2 separate regions of the Mus musculus genome follow, and region 2 is linked to region 1. The links are chromatin contacts, called in public promoter capture Hi-C maps. All regions are on one chromosome and are shown on one strand. The core of a region is the stretch at or near the end of the contact, and the rest is flanking DNA. Distances in the headings are between cores, read along the strand shown.

Region 1 (7,186 bases), core at 3,209-5,708:
AAAAGTTTCCCAAAATTTTCGAACTCTTTTACTGTAAAGATTTGTTACAAAGAAGGTGGGAATTACCTTACTTTATGTCTCATCCGCAAACTTGCAACTCTGTTGCTTGTTTCCCTCCTCCCTGGAGGCTGGGGTAGCAGTCGCCACTCCAGCCACTCCACTCTTTCAATTCCCCGTCTGTGTTACTTTATGAGATGAAGGTAATTATGCTGCTTATGGTCCAGGTACAACCTCTTTGTACCTTCACAGAGATGTTTGTGTTGTTTCTTGTTTCGCAGGTTCTGGTTCCATGTGTCATTGCTATGTTGTTTGCTTGGTTTTATCTTATTAGGTGAAATGTAAAAGGTTCCGTGCTGTGAGGACTTCATTTTCACCAGTTTTTGTATCACTAACGGTAAACTTTGTTTGATTTATTCATCAACATCCACAGATTCATTATCAGTTTTGTAATCTGTAATGTTCTAGGCTGCAAATATTTACTATGTAAACATTAAGGAGCCAATGTCGGTAGCTACCAACAGCAGCACCTCTCGCTGCCTTAGGAATGGTTAAGTTTCAGGCCTAACAGGCCATCATGGCCATAAATTCAGGCTTGTGTACAGAGAAGCTTCAGGGAATGAATGCCCTTATCTAAAGATCTGTTCACCATCTGATACAAAATGTGCTGTGGAGCAAGCATGAGGTGACCTGGCATAGCTTAGGGAATGTGTGATGTGTAATTAAGCCAACACAGTCCCTTACAAGAGGCTGCTTCCCACTGCTCACATTGATGTCTTCTTGTGGGAAGAAGTGCTCCAAGAGTACACATGCCATCACGGTTCTGGATAATTTATCATAGAGCTACATTTTGAGACTTGTATGATGATTGTCTGAAAGGGAAAGAAACAAGATACTTAAAGCTACAACTGTGTGAGGTATGATGATTGTTAGATACTAATTTGGGGCCATCAAAGTGGCTTAGTTGGGAGAGGTGCTTGCCACCAAGCCTGCTGACCTGAGTTCAAGACCCAGGACCGAATAGAGAGAATTGACACCTTCAAGTTGTTCTGTGACACACATACACACAAATGTAATAAAGGATTTTAAATTGAGGTTTTTCTTTTTATGTAACTACTCTTAAGTATCACATCTGGGGAAGCTGTAACCTTGAAGGCAGTCAGTTTTGTGTGGTTCAAAGAAGGAAGCAGAAACTGAATGATGCTAATCTTGCCGTGTGGTCCTTACTGGGTTTATCATTTAGGTTTTGTAAAGGACATAATCTGGTTTCATTATTACTTGTTTTTAGGGAAACAAAGCAGAAACCCCATATTCTGATAACCTCAGTTCTTCCCTAACTTAAAGCCATGTTGAGGGGCTCCACTCCCAGTTCCTGGGTCAAAGTGAATTCACCCCTAAGTTGGAGCACTGGAATCTGTTGCAAACAATGTTATCATTTAGAAAGATGTGCACTACCTATGTTCTGTCTGTTAAAAAAACCTATCCACCTATAGAAAGTCACCTTGACAAAACAGTTCTGGTTTGATCAGTCATTCTTTAGTATGTATGCAAGGTGGATCCTGGCTGAGCCAACATTGCACTGTGGATACGTATCTGTGTTTACACGCTATTAGACAGAAGGCACTGTACATATGAGTGTTGCTTTCAAGCAATATTTGCAAAACATGCAAACTTCTGTATCTGGAAAAATAAAAACAGGTTCTTGTTGCTATGTGTCAGTCACATTACTGAAGTATAAAAGGTTGTGGGCTTTGTTGGTTTAGTTTAGTCTCACTATATAGCCCTGACTGGCCTAGAACTCCCAGAAATCCCGTCTCTGTTCCAAGTGCTGGTTTTAAAGTCCTGTACCACCACACCTGGTTGTTCTTTAAACAAAGTCTTGCAATGTAGTCCAGGCTGGCCTTGAGCTTATGCAACCCAAAGTTGGGCTTCAAACTTAAAATGATCCTGTCTTGGTCTCCGAGTATACCACCATAACCCAGCAAGGATTAAATGTTTTATGCATTATGGTGAGCTTGAGGCCAGCCTGGTCTACAGAGCGAGTTCGGAGACAGCCAGGGCTACATAGAGAAACCCTGTCTTAAAAAATAAAGTGCCGGGGGCTGGAGAGATGGCTCAGCGGTTAAGAGCACTGACTGCTCTTCTGAAGGTCCTGAGTTCAAGTGTGGCTCACACATTGCAGTGGAAGCTGCAGGTTTACTGCATTTTTGGTTGCTGGACACAGTGCAAGGCAGGACAGGCTGTTTCCCTAGACTGAGACTTACCTACTGCGTTCAACAAACCCAGGCTTCCTATAGACCTGAACTACCCCTCAACTAACACCCATGCCTGGGCAGAATCCTCAAAACTGGTTGTCTTCATTTCATTGCAAAATTCAAACAGGAGCCTCACAGTAAGTTCGTATTACTCATGCATTCCAGGCTCATCCCGGGGGAAACCATTGAGCAGGTGGAACATTGGAGATTGAGGAGTTTACTCATTGGTTTAAAAAATGGGGCAGAGAGGGAAGTCTTGCTCACAAGTGTGCCTCACTCCAGGGAGTTCTCTCACAGAGGAAGTTCATGAGAGGCTGATAAAGGAGAGGAATGGGCATCGGTGTCAAGGAGTCCGAAGTCCGAGGCGTCTTTTCATGATACACATTTCCGTCATGGCCATTGGTTTGTTTTTAAGGTCATGAACGCTAAATAGTTTTATGCAAAACATTTCTCAAATGACCAACACGTGTATATAGAAAGACAGGAGGCCCTGACCCATATAGGTTAAGGCAAGGAAACATGCCGAGCCTTCTCAGTCCCTGTCACAGGACACTGGATACTCTGTGTGTGTGTCTAACAAATGTGAAAGTAGAGGTCATATGAGATGGAGAAGTTAAGTGGAAATTATGTAAAGTACACATCAACTTCTCAAAAGAAAAACTGAGAAAAGCTGTTTTCAAAAAAAAAACTTACCAGGTAACCGTTGGAAGAAGAGGCTATTTCCAACAAGATTACTGGGAAAACACTGTTGTCCAGTTGTACTGATTCCAGTTACTGATCTTTAAGCATAAAGTGAAACGAGAGTTCGCTTTCCTTGGCAATATCAGTTCTGTTGCTTGAGTTTGTTTTTGAGAGGGTCTACATAGCCCTGGCTGGAACACACTATGTAAAAACCAGGCTGGCCTCAGAGACCCTCCTGCCTCTGCTTCCTGAGTGCTGAGGTTTAAAGTATGAGTCACAACAACCAACTAAATAAAGCATTTAATAGGGCCAGTTATTTTACTGCTCAGCTTCGAAACCGCTGTGTACTGCCATCTGCTGAAGCTCGGATACTAGATAGTGTGAGGCAGAGGGGAGAATAGAAGGCTAGAAAACTGAAACCTCATTAACATGGCCTTTTGCAAAACAAAACTCATGCAGGTTTAGAAAAACTGAATGTGGTCTAGATCTAGGTAGATTTCCTGCCTAAGGGCACAGCTTCGCGCAAATGCAGTGGTCCAGGAATAGCTAATCAAAAGCCTTAATCTTACAGGTTCCCAGAATCCTCTAGCTATCAGCTGGAAAGGTGGGCAACAAGTTCGTAAAATAAACCCAATAAATAAAGAACGAACGCAAGACACAGCAGACATGGGAGCTGTCAAAATTCAACTTTTATTAACTCAGGGGTAGGGTGTCAGTCCAGGGAGCCCCAGGCTCCGCCGCTCAGCCGGTGATGCGCACGTCCGCGCGGCGCCGCAGCCGCCGAGCCCGGGCCGCCTCCGGTAGAATGGCCTGCAGCTGCTCCTGCACCAGCATCTCCACGATCTGCTCCTTGGTGCGGATGTCCGGCCGCAGCCACTGGCGGGACAGCTCCCGCAGCTGCCGGAAGGCTTCCCGGGGCCCGGCCGCGTCCTGGTAGCGAAACTGCCGGAAGCGCTGGCGAAAGGTCTCGGGGCCGGGCCGAGAGGCTCCGGGCCGCAGGGCGGCGTCAGCGTAGGGCGCCGTGTTCAAAGCTGCGGGCGCGCCGGGGAGCTCCGGGGCCGGGGAGCTCCCGGAATCGGGCGACGGGGCCGCACAGTCGCCGGCTCCTTCCTGCTGCTCGGGAGGCGCCGCGGGGCTTTGGGGGTCCTGGCTGGGCTGCGGCGCCGCCATGACTACGGCTGTTGGCGTCCCCCTTTGTTTCGCAGTCCGGCGCCTCGCCTGCGTCTGCACCGGAAGGAGGTAACAGAGGGCCGCTGAAGGGCAGGGCCCGGGCACCCCAGCGGGACGCGGACTCAGGACAGGCTGCGGGCAAGCCCAGCTTACCTCGACCCGCGAAGCTCCTCGGTGGCCGGAAATGAACCGATCCGCGAATCCGGAAGCCGCCTCCTCTACCAGTCACGTGAAGTTTGATCTGGGGAAGTCCGTAGACATCAGCTCTACTGACACTAAGGATGGCGGCACTGCAAGGTCCCCATTGGAGCCGGCGGACAAGTCGGACACGACAGAGTCGAAATCTGAGTCGGGATCGGATTCCAGATCAGAGGAAGACAAGGAGAGTCCGGCCTCGATTAAGGAGATAAAGGCGGAGACACCCCAACCGAAGGACCGCCCTGGCGTGCAGGTGACCTGCGCCTCCTAGGGTAGATGCTGGTCCCTACTTGACCAGGCAGGATCTGGGGGTAGCGCTGACAGTCCTGGGTAAAGGAGGGTGATGGTTGGCTAGGGGATTGTCGGAGCTTGGGCGGATGCCCTGGGTGGGACAGCGGGACAGGGGCTCCAATTACTTTTAAAAAGATCTCTCAAGCCCGTAATCCTAGAGCTAAAGGACACCTCCTGAGCTATAAATTGAGCTGAGAATCTCATTAAACACACACACACACACACACACACACACACACACACACACACACACACACACATATACTGTCGCCTGCATAGGTGCAATTGATTTCACTTTATTTTGAGAAGGACAAAGTATTTGGGCAAGAGTCTTCAGACTTTCCTGCCCCCAAACAAGTGCTCAGGGCTTCTTTGTCATTGTTTTTGCTTGTCCTCGAAAACCAAGAGAAAGAGATTCAGTGGGTACTACTTTAACTTTAAGATTAATAAGTGGGGGGCTGGAGAGATGGCTCAGTAGTTAAGAGCACTGACTCCTCTTCCAGAGGTCCTGAGTTCAATTCCCAGCAACCACATGGTGGCTTACATCTACAATGGGCTCTGATGCCCTCTTCTGGTGTGTCTGAAAAGAACAGCGGTGAATACATAAAATAAGTAAATACATCTTTGAAAAAAGTTTAATAAGTAAACTGTAATTAACGATGTCCCAGATGGTGGCCATTAGCTTCTTGTATTTACTGAATCTTTGAAAGGTAAATACCCCGAAATTGAGATGTATTAAAATGTAGAATTACGCATGTGTCTGTAGGAAAAGAAAAATATTTTGTATTTATTACATATTTGAGTATGTTATGTAATTTTGTATATATGGGGGTCAAATAAACTATATTATTAAATTTTACCTGTGTCTTTTTACTTTTAAAATACAACTACTTTGAAATTTTTAAATTACACATACAGTTTATAGTATATCTTTGTTGACTAGCTGCTGTCTAGAGTGTCGGAATCAGGTGTCAGGAAACATCTTTTCTTTGCTTTAACACCCCCAGCAATAAATAGTGCCTGCCTCACAGTTGTCAGGTGGAGTAAATCAAGCTCTGGAAAAGACAGAGCTTTCAGAGCTAGGGAGATGGAGCGGTTGGTAAGGATGCTTGGGATGATGGGATGAGATGAGCGTGGTACCCAAGCATTGTGAGTCCACAGCTCTGGGCAGCCCACGAAGTTCTAGGCTTCTATCCTCCTCCGGACAACTAAGTCTTCCAGAATGACCGGGTTCATTCAGCTTCTCTTGGCTTCTGACTGAATTGCTCTGCTTGGCCTCATACTAACTTTGGCACTCTCCTCCTCCCCCTCCTCCTCCTCCTCCTCCCCCTCCCCCTCCTCTTCCTCCTCCTCCTCTTCCTCCTCCCCCTCCTCCCCCTCTCCCCTCCTCCTCCTCCTCCTCCTCCTCCTCCTTCTTCTTCTTTTCTTGAGACAGGGTTTCTCTGTATAGCCCTGGTTGTCCTGGAACACACTCTGTAGACCAGGCTGGCCTTGAACTCAGAAATCCACCTGCCTCTGCCTCCCAAGTGCTGGGATTAAAGGCGTGAGCCACCACACCCGGCTCTTGGCACTCTGTTCTAATCTTCTGGCTCATTCTGTCTTCACCTATGTCTGTCAAACTGTCCTGTTAAACTGCCAAAAACCCAACACACCACCACACCTTTTTTTCCCTCTCTGCTCTTAAGTAGTCTCTTTTCCAGTGCTGCTCTCCTGTGAGTTGGGCATGTCCAATCTCTGACTCATCCTGTCAAATCTTTCTCTGATTCAACACTTTGTCTGCCCCTTAATTTTAGATGTCACTTTCAGACCAACCTGCTTCCTTCTATAAACTAACCTTCCTTACCATCATTGTTAAGAGATTAAGGTATGTACTAAGGGATTAAAGGAATGTCATTCCAGCCGGATCACATAGACCTAGAAGGCCTTTGGATGTGATCCCTCGCTGGAGCAGCCATGTTGCTGGATTAAAATTCTACAGGTGCTTGCTGTGTAAGCATGAGGGCTTGAATCTCCCTGTGCCCATGAAAAAGCCAGGCATGGCTGAGCTGGCCTACACCTTAACGTTGGGCCCAGGTAGAGATCAAAAGAACTGCGTGGTTAGCCTATCCAATACGTACTTCTAAATTCAACTTGAGACCCTATCTCAAGGCAATGAGGAGAGTAATAGAGTAGAGCGCCCTCTTCTGGCATCTTCATACCTGTACACTCGCATGGATCACACACACACACACACACACACACACACACACACACACACACACACACACACACGTTTTCATTAGGTCAGGTCCATTGCCTTCAGCCTCTTGAGCTACAGGTGTTGCTGTTTTAATCTATAAAATAAAAAATCTGAATGCAAGAACTTGAGTGGAAAAGAGGAATAAAAAGAAAAGAACATGACTGTGGTTCCTAGGCACAGTGGAGGGGAAGGTCTAGTATAGATAACAGGGAAAGCATGGCCACAGTCAGAGACCCTGAGGGAGGCCAGAGGGGACATCATCCTGAGCCATGAGGAGAGAGAGGAGGGGGAAGGCAGAACCAGGTACCACAGCCAGAAAGCCCAAAGGTCCGAAGCCAGCAGGTAACCAAAATGG
Region 2 (7,186 bases), core at 1,526-4,025, 2.0 Mb after region 1:
GACCCTGGACAGACGTACGTACATACGTGTGTGTGTATGTATGTGTGTGTATGTGTGTGTGTGTGTGTGTGTGTGTGTGTGTGAGAGAGAGAGAGAGAGAGAGAGAGAGCTCTGCTCTTCTTCCAAGCCTCTGTCCCTGTCTTCTTATCCTAGTGCCTCCTCAAACAGGCTTTCCTTGACCAGTGTACGGGATGGAACCCCATAGGACTTGCTGGTGGCTGTGTGCTACATCAGTTACCCATCAGAGATTAAAGTACACACCCTAGAGGGCTGAGCAGGTACAGGAAGGAGCATGGGCTTAACCAACGAGGGTCTGGCATATGATGACCTCAACCGACTCGGCTTCCTTCTAATCCCCACCAATGCTTAGCTGTGGCCACACAGTAAAAGACATACCTGGAAATAACCAGGCTTGAGGACCCAGGGACAAAGGCCTCCACAACCCTCTGTCCCCGTGACAAGGACAACATGGTACATGGAGCAGGCAGTCCTGTGGGGTGACCTGTGCTGCACATGCACACAGTACCCCACTGCCTCCAGTCTTTCCTGCGTGTCACATCATTATTCCCTTCCCATTCAGTCTGATGAAGTTACTGAGGCACCCCAAGTTCATGGGAAGTGAACAGGCTCCATCTTTAATTTTTTGAAAATGTTTTAATATGTATAATTATTTTTCCTGTATCTATTATGTCTTGTGCACCATCTGTGTGTGGTATCTGAGGATGCCAGCAGAGGGCACTGGATCCCCTGGGACCGGTGTGAACAGATGACTGTGAGCTGCCATGTGGGTGCTGGGAATTGAACCCTAGTCCTCTGGAAGAGCAGCCAGTGCTCTTAAACCACTGAGCCATCTCTCCAGCCCCAGTCTTCACTTTTGATGAAGAGGAGCGAAGAATCTGCAAGCATGTTTCTAAGTGACCTCTGTTACCACAAAGCAGAATGTGGTTAATGTCACGCTGGGGAAGATGTGCAAGGGACTCTGGGATCTCAGGAAAACACGGGAGTGGTCAGGGAAGGGTTCCCGGAGCCAAGGGTGGAACAAAGTTTGAAATTACTGGAAATTATGGGCAAAAGCTGAAAACACAGGCCCATCCCTACTGTAAATCTTGTTTTCTGCTTTGGAATTTTATTATCTTTACTTACTACAAACATACAAATCTCCAGGACCACATCTCAGTGCCCAGTAAGCTACAGAGTTACATGTCCTGTGTGTGCTGAGAACTCATTCTACCACACAGTTAGATCTTGAGCCACAAATACCCACAATCCTCCCTCCTAAGCAGAGACAGCCCTCCATAACTTCTTGACAATTTTGACTTTGACCAAAGGCATAGAGCCCTTCAATAGTGTCATTAGGAATGGCAAGTCCCACTTATTCCTGCAGTTTTGTCACCAAACCAGACCCAGATGCTGCCCTCTGCCTCTTGGAAGCTGGTCCTTGAGAGATGAGAGCTGGCAGGTGAGATTTATTCAGGTTTATTCAAGGGCTGGCAACCTGGATAGTCCAGGGAGCTCTAACCCTCAAAGCTTCAACATGTTCAACACAAAGAGGTTTCACAGGGAGAGAACAGACTAGACTGTGGGCAGGAAGGCTACCCATTTCTCGCAGTTTTCATGGCCCTGGGTGTGAGTCACTTTTATTTTCCTCTTACTTTCTGGCTGTGGAGCGCTTCAGTTTGGCCTCACATGCATGGGTGCTTTGTTCATGCCTTAGTATTATTCCACAGAGCCTCTGCCTCCTGCGTGCATTAGCTTTACATGCTTAGGGCTTTTCCGTGTCAACCCTCGGGGCAGTTCAGGGGAGTTGTGTTAGTTTATACTCAGGAGGAAAGGCTAAAGAGGACAGGCACTGCATGCTCTGGTGTAGTGCGAGGGTCCCTGAGGCTCTCTATTCTGTAAACCTTAGAGTGCTTATCGGGCAACATCTTTATCATAAGCTGCATTTAGAATCCTGGCACTGGGAAAGTAGAAAGGGCTTGAAGAGGATCAAGAGTTCAAGACCAACCTGGGCTACATAGGAAGACCCCCCTCCCCCATCTCAAAAAAAAAAAAAGAGAGAGAGAGAGAGAGAGGAAGGAAGGAAGGAAGAGAGAGAGAGAGAAAGAAAAGAGAAACAGAAGAATTTTCTAGAATGCAGGGAAACGGGGCACACGTGATCCTCACAAAAGGTAAAAGAGAAAGCAGAATTGGAAGGGTGACACGGCCAAGCCCAACTCTCAGAAGACAGGCACCGTCCCTCTCCCCTGCCGCCTTAGCCGGTGCTCACTCCTCTGCCCGGGTCATGCAGCGCAAGGCAGCTGACACATTAGAACTCGGACTGTTATGTACAGCAAGTTCCAGCTAGGGTCATGGGGCATCAGGATGTTCTGAGAGCTTTCGGGTGGTGTTTGGTTTGGCGTGGTGCTGGAAAGATATGCCAAGCTGCTGTTCAGACAGCTATCCCATTGCAAGGTTGGGAGGAGAAGTCCCTATTTAAACAAACAGTTAAAAGAACGGAGAGCAGGGGAAGACAATCCTACTTTTCCTTCCTGCTTTCATGGGCTGGGCTGTGACCCTGAGTGAACCTCAAATTCCTGTCTGTGACACCAGGCCTTCCTAGCAGAGAGTCAAGAAGGTTGGCAGAGGCAATGCAGAACCTCCAGAGAGTGTGGGGTTTCCCCCTTCTCCATGCAGGGGAGAATGGGAGTGGCTTATCCCCTTGGCACCAGGCCTGCCCTCCTAACCTGTGCAGTGATCACAACAATGACCCTCCCCCACCCCCCACCTCCCACCCCTGTGGTGTCGCAAGAGGGTTCCAGTCAGTGGGCCTCTCTTTCCCTGGGCCTCTCTTTCCTGCTCCCAGGAGCCCGCCCTCCCTCAAGAACCGCCCCCTAGCCCTGGGCCTTGACTAGTTAAGAACACCAGAGCCAGCCCACTCTGTCACAGTCCTCACTCCCCCACGGAGCATCCAGGATGAAGGCTGGGACTGGACCTCTGCTCTCTACATTGCTGGGGCTGCTGTTCCTGTCCATACAGGGAACTGGCGGTGTCAACCCCGGTGTGGTGGCCAGGATCACCGACAAGGGCCTGGCCTACGGTAAGAAGCCATAATATAGGCTGGCCAAGGAGGCGGGACACCAGGCACAGCCTGGATGTGAAGGGCATTGTCCCTCTGGTAGGGAGTCTGCTATACGGGTATGTGGCAATAGCTGCCATCTGGCTGGTCACTCTCCAGATATGTGACCTCAGCCCATAGCTTGTATTTTGAGGGCTGGGGGGAAGGTTTGGGGTCCAGCAGCTGAAGCAGGAGGTAAGAGAGATAAGCAGGTAGCAGTGGGCAGATAGGCTGGGAAGAGAAGGCAGACAGCCGAGGTAAACAGCCCCACACAGCAGCTGGAACCAGTTCTTTGGAAGAGTCTTGGTGGAATTTGAAACCATCACCTAAAACCACAAATCCTAAGTGAAGGCAGTTAGAGACTGGGAGGGCCAAGCAAGGCTACGGACGGGGATGGGATGTGCCCCCTTGGCATCTGAGTGGCAGTCATGTGACTTACCAAACATTAAAACTTATTGATCAGTGATTGCTTCAAGGTGAGCACTCCTTAGGTACCTTTATGCATGTCACTCCCAACTTCCCTCCCTCCCTCCTTCCTTCCTTCCTTCCTTCCTTCCTCCCTTCCTTTTTAAATGTTCATGTATTGCTGTCCTGGGAATTGCACATGCTAGGCAGGTACTTCATCACAGAGCTATGGCCGCAGCTGCACCTTCTCTTTTTTGTTTTTGAATTTTGGACAGCAACTCCCTAACTTACCCAGGCTAGCTTTGAACTCACACTATAGGTAAGGCAGGTCTTGAACTTGTGATTCTCCTGCCTCAGCCTCCTAAAGTAGCCTGGGTTCCATTTCTGCAACACCAGGCTTGATCCAACTTGACAAACTAAGAAAAGGTATTTAACAAGCTACTGAGAGTGACACAGAATTATCGTGTCCAAGGGGTGAGGGAGCTGGGATGTTTGTACAGCCCAGACCTATCACTTCGGTAGAGCCTCCATTGCCTAATCTAATGGAGGTCATAACACTGCTTCAGTTGAGTAGGGATAGTGGGATCTAAAACAGGCTATGGACAGAAGGGAAAATCAGGGAGGGCTTCCAGGGGGAGGCAAAGTAGAACCAGCAATAAGAACTAGCCAGGGACAAAGGGTGTCGTTCCATCAGAGGGATCCTGCCATATACACCCTAAAGAGGAGGTCTCATTGAAAAGGGTGAAAATGGATGTCACTAGTGACCTGTGTGCACTGCCTGGCTGGGTGCAGACTCCTATCAGGACACAGAGCGGGGCCACAAATAGCATTTGTTTGGGAACCCCAAGTCAGGGACATTTGTCTTCTGCCCCATTCCCTGGGCACATGTGCCAAGTGTGGGCACCCAGTGCTGGTTGTGTGGTTCTTTCCACACTTTTAGTAACATTAACCCTCCTTTGTTGTTCTGGGCATTAACTGAACATCTACTGTATGCCAGCCACGAGCTGCGAGCGCCTTTTCTGCTCGACAGGCCAGGCTCTGGGCTCCATAACGCCCATGAGAAAGTGATGCCTGGGAACTTGTTCAAAGCCACTTGGTTAGAAAACTGCCACAGGCAGGATTCTAGCCCTGAAATTCTCCAGTGATGTCTACACAGACCTAGTACTAAGGAGGACAAAAAAGAGGGCCACACCCAGGCACTCAGCACGCCTTTTCTTGGCATGTAGTTGGTAAAGGCCTCTCTGTTCTCGCCTGTAAAATGAGCCCACCCCCTGACAACCCTGCAGGAGGCGATGTGTACCTCCTGCCTTCTGTGCTGCCTGGTGTGAGTGGGCTCCGCAGCCTGTGCTGTGACTGCCGGCAGAAAGCTTCTCTAGCCAGGGATGATGGGAGCAACTGAAGAATTTGGAGCACAGGGCAAGAGGCATGGTGGCCAGACTGACCTCAGTTTTTCCTTGTCTGCAGCGGCCAAGGAGGGGCTGGTGGCTCTGCAGAGAGAGCTGTACAAGATCACACTACCGGACTTCAGCGGGGACTTCAAGATCAAGGCCGTGGGTCGTGGGCAGTACGAGTTTCATAGGTGACTGGAGAGGGGACAAAGCCCAGGAGTGGGACCTGGAAACCTCTTGGGTCAGGCAGTGGGGGGGGGGGGGGGCTTCAGATGGGCTTTCTCAGGGGGAGCTGGATCCCTGCATTCAACACACAGCAGTGTGAATGCCTCCTGAGTGTGTGGCCTGAGTCTCAGTTTCCTCATCTGTATAATGGAACTGATTGATGCTGCCCTCTCCCTCAGGGTGTTAATTCAGGACCTGGCTACTTTGAGTGACCTGGAAGGGAAGATAGGCTTAGAACTTAAAATGAAGTGTCCTGAACACTAACACTGCCTTTTGTGGATGGTGCAATCAGGGAAGGCTTCCCAGAGGAGGGAGCACCTAAGCTGAGTTTTCAAGGTTGGGACCTGGTGGTTTCCTATGGGCAGCCCTGGGTCCTCCCAGTCTCCTCTGAGGGCTATCACAGGCTTTCTTAAATCTGGCCCCCTTCCTAGGCAAGAGAAGCACTGAGTTGCCATCTGACACAGTATGCCTATGGGCCCTCGCCAGGATACTGTCACAGGCCACTGAGGATCACAGGGCCCAATCCTGCAAGCCACTGAGCCCATTTCTCAGAGTGTAGTCCCCTATTGTGAAAAGGGGGTGAGCCCAGTGCCAGCCTGCTGCAGGGTCCCAGCGATGTGAGGAGGGTTGTCTGAGGCCTGCCAGGGTTAGAAAGAACTCTGAAAGTCAGGGAGCCTGGTGCTGTGCCAGACAAGGCAGTGACAGGAAGCGTGGTTCCAGGGAAGCTGTGTCCGGGCACCAGCCTGATGCCTCCCTCCTCTCTCCCTACAGCCTGGAGATTCAGAACTGTGAGCTGCGTGGCTCCTCTCTGAAGCTGCTCCCAGGCCAGGGCCTGAGTCTCGCCATCTCTGACTCTTCCATCGGTGTCCGAGGCAAATGGAAGGTGCGCAAATCCTTCCTGTAAGTTAAGTTCCATCTACCCTTGGGCCCATGACTTTGGCCTTTGTTCCTTCTTCCTGGGTCATCAGAAAGACCACATGATGGACAGACAGGTGTAACCCAGGCCCCAGTGGGGGCCGGAGTCCGAGTCCCGAGTTTCTTTCTCTCTAGATTCCACATCTTCTAAGGGGACAGTCCTGCTTCCCTGAGGGCTCTGAGTAAACTTAGTGAGACCACGTTGGCCTGTTTGCACACAGATCTAGATCCTAAGGCTGGGACTCCCATGAGGTAGAGCTGTCCTTGGGAAGTGGCTGTCTGTGCTCTCCCTCAGAGAGAGGCCCTGACCAGGAGCTGTAAGCTTAGGGACAGTCAGAGCTCATGGCGCAGGACTGGGAGACAGCTCATCAGTGACCCTAGCTCAGCCTGCTCACCCTCCTTCCTCTGCCCTGCATCACGGGCTATTCGGGGCCATTAGCATTCCAGCCCTTAGATGAGGTAGCCCCATGAAGACACACACATGGGTGACTTAAGAGCTGTAGAGGTCAGAAGGTGAAGGTGAAGGAGGCAGCAGGCCTCTCTCCTCAGCCTGAACATGGCTTGTGCTTGCCACACTTCCATGTGGGCTCTTGACCGCTCTGGTCTCTCCTTTCTTGTATCTTGACTGCCTATGACCGTGGTTTTCAACCTGTGGGTTGTGACCCCTTTGGGGCAGTAAATGTGTTTCACAAGGGCCACCTAAGACCATTGGGAAACACAGATATGTACATAACGATTCGTAATAAAATAGCAAAATTACAATTATGAAAATAATTTTATGGCTGGGGGTTGTTATACCATGAGGAACTGTATTAATGAGTCACAGCATTAGGACAGTTGAGAACCACTGTCCTATGAGGACCCGCCCTCCGTGCCTCTATTAATCTCTCCAAAGGGGCTGTCTCCATGTGAAGTCACTCCCAAGAGGTACGGGGGCGTGGCTCTAACACGTGCACTTGAGGACACAGTTCAGCCCAGGGAGGAAGAGCTGGCCAGTCTTAGCCTGGTGGTCTGGTCACATCTGCTCCTAAGACCTGCAGTGTCCCACATGGCAGTTTCCAGCCACGTGTGTTTGCAAAGTGCCTGGTATGAACAGAGCCCCACCAGAAGTGTGAAATGGCTAGGTTTACAGATTGAGTATAAAAGTGGAAGAGGAACA

Evidence for each region. Promoter capture Hi-C pulls out the DNA fragments that hold promoters and counts their contacts.
Region 2: a contact with region 1 is called in a promoter capture Hi-C map of liver, with 3 times the contacts expected there. The contact joins the promoter of Lbp here to the promoter of Scand1 in region 1. A contact is called at or near these places in 2 of 39 promoter capture datasets (both in liver).

What each region holds. Positions count from the first base shown.
Region 1 is chr2:156,308,246-156,315,431 of GRCm38.p6, forward strand. It overlaps Scand1 (SCAN domain-containing 1), which reads right to left and starts at 4,459. Exons shown (of 2, transcript NM_020255.3): 1 at 4,257-4,459; 2 at 3,601-4,157. The coding sequence starts at 4,103. The coding sequence ends at 3,675. It overlaps Cnbd2 (cyclic nucleotide binding domain containing 2), which reads left to right and starts at 4,228. Exons shown (of 13, transcript NM_027585.2): 1 at 4,228-4,554. The coding sequence starts at 4,288. It overlaps Phf20 (PHD finger protein 20), which reads left to right. Exons shown (of 18, transcript NM_172674.2): 18 at 1-1,708.
Region 2 is chr2:158,303,718-158,310,903 of GRCm38.p6, forward strand. It overlaps Lbp (lipopolysaccharide binding protein), which reads left to right and starts at 2,776. Exons shown (of 15, transcript NM_008489.2): 1 at 2,776-3,076; 2 at 4,964-5,078; 3 at 5,884-6,012. The coding sequence starts at 2,953.